2 separate regions of the Sus scrofa genome follow, and region 1 is linked to region 2. A link is a contact called in public HiChIP or PLAC-seq data. All regions are on one chromosome and are shown on one strand. The core of a region is the stretch at or near the end of the contact, and the rest is flanking DNA. Distances in the headings are between cores, read along the strand shown.

Region 1 (5,297 bases), core at 216-2,715, 720 kb after region 2:
ATTGAACTATTTTTCCCTAAAGAAAAAGCTTTTGAAAACAGCTTTTCCCCCATTTTTGCTTATAGTAGACAATGTAAGAATGGTAAGACTAGACTTATAATTCAAAACCATGAGAAGACCCCACAAAGGACTAGAGTGGTTTTCCTGGGTTGGATAGCCAAATATGTGCAGGGGATGCGACAGTACAAGTTAGGGTCTTCACTGGCAACAGTGCAGAGCACACAGCATGGATATACACCACAATCACAATCAGTGAACAAGGATATTCATCAGTGAGTTAAATATAATATGATATGTCCATGGAGAATGAAGGCAAATACTGAGCAGCTGTTAAAATGGGAGGAAGGTCTATAGCTCTAACATGGAAGAATATTAAGGACATAATAAGATTTTTAGAATGTTTCAGAAAAGTAGTTAAAATTTAATCCCATTTGTGTAAAGGAAAAAGGTTGGATTTGTTGATCAGAACAGCTAACTTCTCACTAAAATGCTTATTCCCTTCTTCCTGACACGCAAGGAGACCACTTCTCCAGCCAATGGTATTGAGCTCTTTGCAACAGGAGCTGTTCAAAAGGAAGGAATATGCATTATACCCTTTAGTTAACACCACAGCCCTAGGAGTAGATACTCTTGTTATCTGTGTGTTATACATAAAGAACTGAGGCACAGAGATGTTAAGTAAGTTTCCCAAGGTCACACAGGTGGTAAATGGTGTGCTGAGGTCATAGAGTTCTAGCCAATGAAATGTGAATGGAGGTGCAATGCTCTACTCACAAGTAAGCCCATAAAAAACCTCCCCGCTGCTCTCCTCCATGACCTCATCCAGCTGCCCAGGGTAAAGACCACTGTTCTGCAAATTTGGAATACATCTCTTAAAGGTCGGAGAACCTCCATCTTCTTGAGTGCCTCAGTGACTGTTCACAGCCCAATCATGTTAACTATGCAAGACATACATCTCTGTAATTCAGAGCTATTAAATATTTGGGGTCTATGTGTTACATGTGTTAACCCACGCTAACTAACATGTGTAAATATTACCATGGGCTAAATGTAAACTGTTCTGGAGTGAATGTTTGTACTCCCCCCCAAAAAAAAATCATAGCTTGAAATTTTTTTTTTTTTTTGTCTTTTTAGGGCCACACCTGCAACCTATGGACGTTTCCAGGCTAGGGGTCACATCAGAGCTGTATCTGCTGGCCAAGCTAAAGCCACAGCAACAGCAGCACCAGATCAGATCTGAGCTGGTTCTGCAAAAGGCACCACAGCTCGTGGCAATGCCAGATCCTTAACCCATTGAGCAGGGCCAGGGATCAAACGTGCATCCTCGTGGATACTAATTGGGTTCGTTACCACTCTTCATATATTGAAGTCTTAATCCCCATGTGATAATATTAGGAAGTGGGGCATTGGGGAGGTGATTAGGTCATGAGGGTGGAGCCCTCATGAATGAGATTAGTGTCCTTGTAAGACAGGAAACCAAAGCTTGCTTCCTCTCTGCTCTTCACACTGCAAGGATGCAATGAGAAGACAGCCGTCTGCAAACCAGGGAGCAGGCCCTCACCAGACACCAAATCTTCTGATGCCTTGATCTTGGACTTCCCAGCCTCCAGAACTGTGAGTAATAAATGTTCGTTATTTAAGTCATCTCATCTGTGGTAATTTGTCATAGCAGCCTGAACAGATGAGGACATAGACTAAATGAATTTTTTGGTCAGTGGTGTTCATTGCCGTAATTCCAAGATCGAGAATAGTGCCTGATAATTAGAAGGCAATCAGGAGTTCCCATTGAAGCTCAGCGGGTTTAGGACTCAACTAGTATCCGTGAGGATGTGCATTCAATCCCTGGCCTTGCTCAGTGGGTTAAGGATCTGGTGTTGCCACAAGCTACGGTATAGGTCACAGATACAGCTTGGATCTGGTGTTGCTGTGGCTGTAGTGTTGGCTGGCAGCTGCAGCTCCTATTCAGCCGCTAGCCTGGAAGGTTACATATGCTGTGGGTGTGACCCTAAAAAGAAAAAAAAAAAAAAAAAAAAAAAAAAGCATTCAGTAAATACTTCCTGAATGTATATGTTTTTTAAAGATTTTTATTTTTCCTATTATAGTTGATTTACAATATTCTGTCAACTTCTGCTGTACAGCGAAGTGACCCAGTCATACCTGTATATATTCATTATTTTTCTCACATTATCCTCCATCTATTCCATCACAAGTGACTAGCTATAGTTCCCTGAGCTATACAGCAAGATCTCATTGTTTATTCACTCCAAATGCAGTAGTTTGCATCTATTAACCCCAAACTCCCAGTCCATCCCACTCCCTGCCTCTCCCCCTTGGCAACCACAAGTCTGTTCTCCAAGTCTGTGGTTTGTTTCTTTTCTGTAGCTAGGATCATTTGTTCCATATGAACATATATATATGGTATACATAGGTGTTACTTTTTGAGGGCAGAACTCTGGGGAGTAAGATAGAGAGAATGGGGTGGTGGAGGAGACTTCTTTTTTTCTCCACACACTTCTATAAAGCCTAATTTTACAAACCAGCATATATTATGATTATTTAAAAAAACCTTAAAGAACAGGTTAAAGACGATGGATGTGTGCCCCAACCCTTAAGGAATGCTGTCACAACGGGCAGAGGCCCCGCTTTTAGGAGACCAGTACACTGCTAGCTGGATAACTGGTCTGACCCACTCAGCAGTTCTTAGGCTCTGGAACTGAACTATTGTGACAGTCACTTTTTGTCAGATTCCATCTAGATGGCATACTGCAGAAGTGTCTGTCACTCCAGATCTGCCTCTGTGTAGTTAGATTGGAAATGAAATCTCAGTATCTCCATGGGAAGGCATGATCTAAAAGTGAAACTGTACGTGCCTATTAGGCGAAGCTTAGGGTCAGAGGAGAGGTCATCAAGACATTTTATTTGTTCATATTTCTATGGTCACATCTACTGAGCATCAAGATAGCTGTTTGAAAACTGAAAAATCCCATGTGATTTTCTGCATGGTGCCAAGAATCCTATTAGATTTATGTAATTCTCTGGATTGGTAAATATTTTGGTAGAGACCCAAGTGATAATAATATTTGTTCCACGGAACTAAGAAATTGATTAATTTTCATAACTATTGCACATAAACAAGTGCTAGAATATGAACCCAAAGATTAAATATCTACCACTTGCAAATCATATGACCTTTGGGTAGGAGTTGCCTGAAACCTCTGTTTAGCCTAAAAGAAGCCTTAAACCCCCCTCTTAGTCTTCTTTGCATCTGCAAAGATCTCATGACAGTGATTAAATAAGAAGAAAAATCCTTGAAAAAAATTTTAAATGTATAAAATATATTGTTAAAGAGTCCTCAGTCTGATTGAAAATTAAAAACACTGGTGTTCCCACTGTGGTGCAGTAGGCTAAGAATCCAGCTGCAGTGGCTCAGGTTGCCGCAGAGGTGCAGGTTCAATCCCAGGCCCAGTACAGTGGGTTAAAGGATCTGGCATTGCCACCACTGTGGCATGGATTGCAGCTGCACTGGGATTCAGTCCCTGGCCTGGGAACATCCATATGCCACAGATGCAGCCATAAAATTAATAATAATAATAATAATAATTTAAAAAAAAAAAGAAAGAGGAGTTCCCATCGTGGCTCAGTGGTTAACGAATCCGACTAGGAACCATGAGGTTATGGGTTCGATCCCTGGCCTTGCTCAGTGGGTTAAGGATCTGGTGTTGCCGTGAGCTGTGGCGTAGGTTGCAGACGCGGCTCGGATCCCACGTCGCTGTGGCTCTGGCGTAGGCCGGCGGCTACAGCTCCGATTCGACCCCTAGCCTGGGAACCTCCATGTGCCGCAGGAGCAGCCCTAGGAAATGGCAAAAAGACAAAAAAAATAAATAAAAAAAAAAGAGAAAAGAAAATTAAAAACACCATATGTTACTCCTTTTGCATAACAATAATAATAATAATATCCTAAACTAACTCTTAAGCTCTGTAAAGAAAGGTCAGTACTTCTTTGGCTCATCATTTTAAAACCCCAAAGCCTTCTGGCGTATGCAGGCTGTGTGGGTCATGGGTCCCCTAGAGAAGCAGAACCACAGTGAGTGATGTAAGATAAAGAAGCCCGTGGTCTGCCTCTGATATGGGGCCTGGCACTGCAATAGGGAAGCTGGAACAGTAGAGGAGAAAAGCTGGGTGTGGAGCAGGGGAGCATAAGGTAAACAGGAGCCTGCATCTGCCTCCCCACCTCCAGCCTCAGTGACACAGGTGGCCTGCAGAAGCAGCACCAGTGCCCACCCAGAGAAGCTGCAGTAGATGCTTCAGCAAGAGCTGGAGAAGCTGCAGGCCCAGGTGCTGCTCCCCTGGCCACCACAGTAAGCCAGAAGATCGGTGACAACATTCACAGGCTGCTGCAGTGCCTGGCACCCTACACCAAGTTTCAGAGCCTAAAAAAAGATGGCCATGCTTCTGTTCTGTCTTCCCAATACCATGCAAATTTCTCTGCTGGACAACTCTAGCACTGAAACATACATCCAAGAGGATTCTTGAAAACAGTTTCAGTTTAATAAAGCTGACATAGTAAAAAGTCACCACAGAGGTAAGTGATAACGTTTTCTTAAATAAATATATTTCAACATATAAGCCAAACTTCTCTAAAGTGAAAAATGAATATTACATCAAATGCTGTCACTGACATGTGGAATCTGAAAAGAGGACAGACTGAACTTCTTTGCAGAACAGATACTGACTCACAGACTTTGAAAAACTTATGGTTTCCAGAGGAGACAGTTTTGGGGGGGGGGATGCGCTGGGCATGCGGGATGGAAAGCCTATAAAATTGGATTGTGATGATCATTGTACAACCTTAAATATATTTGTTAAGTAATAAAAAAATAAAAAATAAAAAAATGAATATTATGAGATTCATACAGATATCAGGGGCAGAAGTGGACACAATGGCACAGTTGTAACCAACACTAGAAGTTCTGCAGCTGAGACCAGGAGCCTCCTACTGTTGTTCAGGAGATGTTGCTGGTATCTCCTGGCCAGGAAAGACAAGCTGTTGAGGAGGAATTCATCTGTGTGGCAGAGGTGGTCAGATGGGCAGAATGGAGACCTTGGAAGACTTGTTTGTAAGTTTCAATATACTCTGGAAGCTAGAAAAACAGTGCAAAGAGGCTTTCCATTTACCTATCTCAGCAGGGAGTCGGGATCCCCAGACCTGGGTGTAAAGATCCAAGTTTAAAGAACCACGTTCTGATCCTTGTCATCTCCCCCATGTGGCTATTGTTTATTTCTTCCTAATTTTTCTG
Region 2 (5,380 bases), core at 1,805-4,304:
ATTTGCACCAAATGCAGAAAGATTACTGTGAAATAGAAATCTGGCCAGAAAATGAGAAAATGAAATATTGCAGCATAACTTTGTCTGATAACAAATGATTGAAAAGAGGCACCTAGCAAAATTTGTTTTATTTTTAAAATAGCTAAAAAAGAAAATTGAAATCATTTTTATCACAAAATAAAACTCAGAGTAACTCAATTTTAATATCATTTTCTATTTTATATCTTATATTTTTATTTCCATGTAAAAATATTTATTCATGGACTATTTTTCTTTGTATTTAGTGGCAAACACGTAGTCTCTGCCTTCATTGAGCTGAGAGTCTAGTGCAACAAGAAACCAGTTTTAAAAGTGCTGGTCCCACTGAGGATATAGAGGGTTGGAGAAGGGAGCGTGATGTGGTATAAAATGTTTGATAACTGAAAGAGGAAAATATTTGATAACTGATAGGAGACATTTCCTTGTCCTCTTTTGCTTACGACAAAGAAAGGAAAAACACTTTATGTTATTTTATTGCTTTAAGACATATGGCCATATGAGAAATTTATATTATTTTTCCAGAAAATTATATGCAAAGATGGATTTCATTTTACCAGGTTTGTGTTGTCTTACCTTTTTAAAATAACTAAGTTTGCATGATATAATTGGAGAAAGGAAAGGAAGATATATATAAAAGGAAAGATTAATCAATATTTTGTAAAAGGCTTTATAGTTTCTTGTCAGGCTTTGTTAATTACCTTCCAGTTTATTGTTGGGTTTTTTTCCATTACTTAATATTTCAGTGTGTAATTTAGAGGCTATATATCATTTTTGTCACTATAAATGTATCCTTTGTACTCTGAACTCTTTATAGTACAGGGAACTGCTTTTTTTTTTTTTCTCTTAGTTATGCTATAAAAAAGGAAACAGTTATATCCAGTATATTGTTAAAACTGAAACGTCTAAAAATCAATAAGCATTTTCTAGGTACTAGGGTATAAATCCCTGTCATATTTATGGGTGTTGATATTTTGGGGCCTTGGCTATCAAACCAAGTGCCTGGTTAGCTATCGTATTGTAATCAGTATCTTCAAGTCATTACAGTAATTAAAATCTTTTTAAGTTGCCAATTAAAATGATATAGTACACAGACATTGAAAGTAATGCTTTCTCTTGTACTACATGATTTTATACAAATGAGTTTATTAGCTGGCATCATTTTCACATTGCACACAAATGCAGACTTAGCAAAACAAACTAAATGTTTAAAAAAAAAAAAAAAAAGCCGTATCCCTGTTATAACTAATTGGTTGGATAATGTCCACCATTGGCTAGAATATTATACTCACAGCAAAATAATACTTTAGAATTTTATACTGCATTTCCATAAATATATGTATCATACACATATACAATGCTCACAGTTTTAAAAATCATTGATTTTTGTGGCATTTGAACTTTCCTTCAACTAATGGTGACATTGGCCAGCTTACATTAATCATTAGCTATTGCATATTAAGCATACACTTTAATTAAATGTATTTATAAAATTTATTTGAGAAGGAAGTCCATGTTGCCTAATAAAAAGGGAAATAAGCATGGGCTCTATAAACCTTAATGTATTCTTTCTTTTTTTTTTTTTTTTTTAATTTCTTGGGCCGCTTCTGCGGCATATGGAGGTTCCCAGGCTAGGGGTCGAATCGGAGCTGTAGCCACCGGCCTACGCCAGAGCCACAGCAACGCAGGATCCGAGCCGCATCTGCAACCTACACCACAGCTCATGGCAACGCCGGATCCTTAACCCACTGAGCAAGGGCAGGGACCGAACCCCCAACCTCATGGTTCCTAGTCGGATTCATTAACCACTGCGCCATGACGGGAACTCCCTTAATGTATTCTTTATTTGAAAGATGTTGAAGTAGAGAGCTCTCTTTCCTCAACAAAGGCAAAGATTTTGTGAACATGTATGTCTCCGTATTTTAGAAAGACGTCATTTCTCACAAACAAGGTTGAGGTAATTGGCACATGAAAGGCATTTTTCACAGAACTATAGTGGGTAATGTCAGCTTGTTGAAAATTCATGCCATAAGAAGATGTTATGTTTCTCTTGTGTTTTGGGCAAAGCTTGTAAGATCCCCTTTCTACTAAGGCATTTTATAGGTTCAACTTCTTCATCTGAAGGTTGTACTTATATGAGAATAATTAATAATTAATTCAACAACTGCGCAGTTGTTGTGGCGAGTCCAAAGTTTGTAAAACATTCTCTTTATAGTTGTTGGATCTCAGAGGGCATGTTTAAAGGCTATCTGAAAAAGTTTAATAAATACTTAGAAAATCTTAAGTTTAAAACTATTTTTCTAGTCTATTTTCACGTCCCTAAAAATCCATTTTATCCCTTCATCTTTACTCTTAGCTCACGAGAAGCTATGACACTTTCTCCCAGTTTCTCTCAGAACTCCAAAGAAAGAAGTTTTGATTCTGTTTGGTCAGCTTCTCTTTATAGAGAGGTCTTTTTTGTCTCAAAGTGAAGCATCAGCATCCTGGCTTCTCCTTGCCTACCCTAGGGAACTTGGCCATCATTTTGGGGTCCACCCTTTAGCCTGGTTGGCACAAAACATGACTAAGGCCCCAACTTAGGCAGCTTGAGATTAATGATAATCACACAATCAACCTTTTATTGTACAATGAGAAATGTAACTGTTAGAAGAACTGGAATATTCACTTCTGCACAAGCATTTCTTTCTTCTGAATATAAAGAGCAAACATTTTTGAGTAGCGTGTACTGCAGTTCTGTGCTCAGTGCTTTCACAGGTAGCATAGTACCTGACACTTGTGTTTGTTGCACGTTGGGAGGGAATGAACACATTACGTAGGTAATTCTTTTACCCACCTGGGAAGTAAATTGTCATCCTGCTAAATGTAATGAATCCTGGCTTGGGTTCCCTGCTTCACAGCTGATGATTTGAGGTCAACAACTTCCCATTTGAAATAACGCAAATAAAGCACTTAGAGCCTTCCTCATTTTTTAGAGGAGGAAGGTGAGACTTACACAAGCTTAGTAATTTGCCCAACGTAGCGCAGCCCAAAAATGACAGTACCACAACTCAAACCAAGGTCTTTTACTCCAGAGCACGAGTTCTTCACTGCTGTACTGTTCTGCCTTTCACATGCCAGTTCATTTGTCTTAAAAGATGTGCACAAGCCAGGTATTTTATGACCTGAGGTCTTGCTGTAGGGCCAGAATACTAAAAGGCCACCGGCCCCTGGACCTTCTTCCCTAGACATTTCAGATGTTTGCCCGGGCTTCTCTTTTCTTACGCCTCTGTGGCTGACCAGTTCAGTTTTGATTGGCACATCCCTTTCCTCTGATAAGATAATAGTATATTTCAGTGATGTTAAAGACTCACAACCTGGGAACCATTCTGCCTCTTTAAATTGTCTCTTGGGCCTGTGCACTGATCATTGGCTAGAATCTAATGCTCTAACCCCTTTCTCTTTTTTGGGCAAACACTGCACTGTACCCACCTCCACTCCCATCCTGACAAAACAGCCTGCCTTGTTCTTGAATAGCATCAGAAGTGGCTTTGTTCAGCTCAGCTCAATACATGCCAGCACCTTGACCATCCTCTGCTGTCAGATGACGGAATTGCAATACTTGCAGCCTGCTTTTACACTGTGCTGTCAAATGGTACTCAGTTAGCTTTTCACCTTGGGTGTAACACTTGGGACAAACATAGTATTTTATTCTGTTGGTTTATTTTTTCCTTCAATGTCTGTAATTTCAGAGATGACATTTAAATGTCATTCTAGTATTTGATGTTTATAAATCCATAAGGGTCCAGAATTAAATTCTAGTCTAAATGCATTCTTCCAGCATTTAATATGTAAGCACAATTAGTTCCTTAATAAATACCTTTTTCTTTTTCTTTCTTTTTTTCTTTTTTTGGTCTTTTCCAGGGCTGTACTCGTGGCATATGGAGGTTCCCAGGCTAGGAGCTTATTCAGAGCTGTTGCTGCTGGCCTACGCCAGAGCCATAGCAGCACCAGATCTGAGCTGCATCTGCCACCTGCACCACAGCTCACAGCAACGCTGGACGGATTCTTAACCCACTGAGCAAGGCCAGGGATCGAACCCACAACCTCATGTTCCTAGTCGGATTCGTTAACCACTGAGCCACGGCGGGAACTCCAATAAATACCTTTTTCAACTGTTATATCCTCAAAAAATCCAGAATAATCCTTGACAGAGTAAACATCCAGGCATTATGATTATTTCTCCTGTAGACAATACATCTATATTATTAGCTTGACATTTGTTATTTCATTTTACTTTTATTTTCAGGGGTCAGTTTATAAAATTGATAAACTGACCCCTGAAAATTTCTGTCTTGATAAAGAGTACAATCCAAATGGAATTTCACATGCTATTAGTTTTTACTCTGGTAAATATAAATAAACTGTCATGTCCTCTGCAAGGCATAGGCTGAATATGTGATCATTTCTTGAAAAATCAACCAAGTTTCCTAATCTCGTTTAAAGTTTTAAAATTTTACGTAAGTTATAGTTATGCTTGTAGACAATTTCTGCAACACTTCCAAGGAATCATCAAACAGATGGAACACGATGTCTCAGAGAACAAAAGTCCGTGGAATCAAATTAATGCTTGCAAACGAAAGTAACTTTTAACTACTTAGTAAGATAACCAAATAATGACAGTTATTTGACATTTGAGGGTAGTCTGTACATTTTTAAGACTTTCTATCCAAAGAATCCAGTTAGGTTTTATGACAGGAGAAGTGGGAAGAAACCGTCTAGGCTATACTGGCCTTTTGAAAAATCCATTACACAGGAGAGACTTTTATTTAAAAATACGCATATTTCCAAGGATCTTCTGTTGCTTTTGAAATGACATATAAGACAGAATAGCCTTATGCCAAATATCACACCATTGTAGGCTCTCTCTGACATGCTGAGATTTTAGCGGAGCTGAAAAACATGTGGAAGAACTCCATGTGGTTTGGAGTGATTTGGAATGTGTAGCCATTATGTCCCAATTTTATCGCCTATGGATATGTAGTGTGATATTTTCAGGATCAAAATTAGAAAGGCATTCCAAATATTTTAGGTTGTAATTCTCAAAAAGACGAGTTTTTACAGAGATTTTTCGACTTTCTTATCCTAAAGGTGTTTTCCTCGGCCTCACAGAGTAACCTCCATCTGCATACACGCAGCTCTGTGGTGAAGGCCAGCACGTCCCATCTCTTTGGACTGGATTTAACCAGCCCTGACCTTAAATGGATCGGCACCATAGGATTCTCAAGTCAGGGCTAGTCAAGGAGATCTTCCAGCAACCGTCAACTCTAGAAACTGAGTCACCTCATTCTTGATACAGCAGCTGTCT

The links. HiChIP or PLAC-seq counts read pairs in DNA pulled down with a chosen protein or histone mark.
Region 1: an H3K27ac HiChIP or PLAC-seq map of alveolar macrophages shows a contact between it and region 2. The contact joins two enhancer-like sites. A contact is called at or near these places in 1 of 47 Hi-C or Micro-C datasets (embryonic fibroblasts) and 1 of 2 datasets of contacts at active chromatin or transcription factors (alveolar macrophages).

What each region holds. Positions count from the first base shown.
Region 1 is chr8:120,449,811-120,455,107 of Sscrofa11.1, forward strand. No RefSeq gene overlaps it. Among named protein-coding and RNA genes, the nearest start is that of DDIT4L, 81 kb to the left of the region's middle. Within about 2 kb of position 1,466, at least 1 of the 83 cell types and tissues checked has an H3K27ac peak or open chromatin away from gene starts, as enhancers often do. A contact at or near this core is called in alveolar macrophages, where this site is marked.
Region 2 is chr8:119,726,182-119,731,561 of Sscrofa11.1, forward strand. The region is part of intron 10 of PPP3CA (protein phosphatase 3 catalytic subunit alpha); the gene reads left to right. Among named protein-coding and RNA genes, the nearest start is that of PPP3CA, 300 kb to the left of the region's middle. Within about 2 kb of position 3,055, at least 1 of the 83 cell types and tissues checked has an H3K27ac peak or open chromatin away from gene starts, as enhancers often do. A contact at or near this core is called in alveolar macrophages, where this site is marked.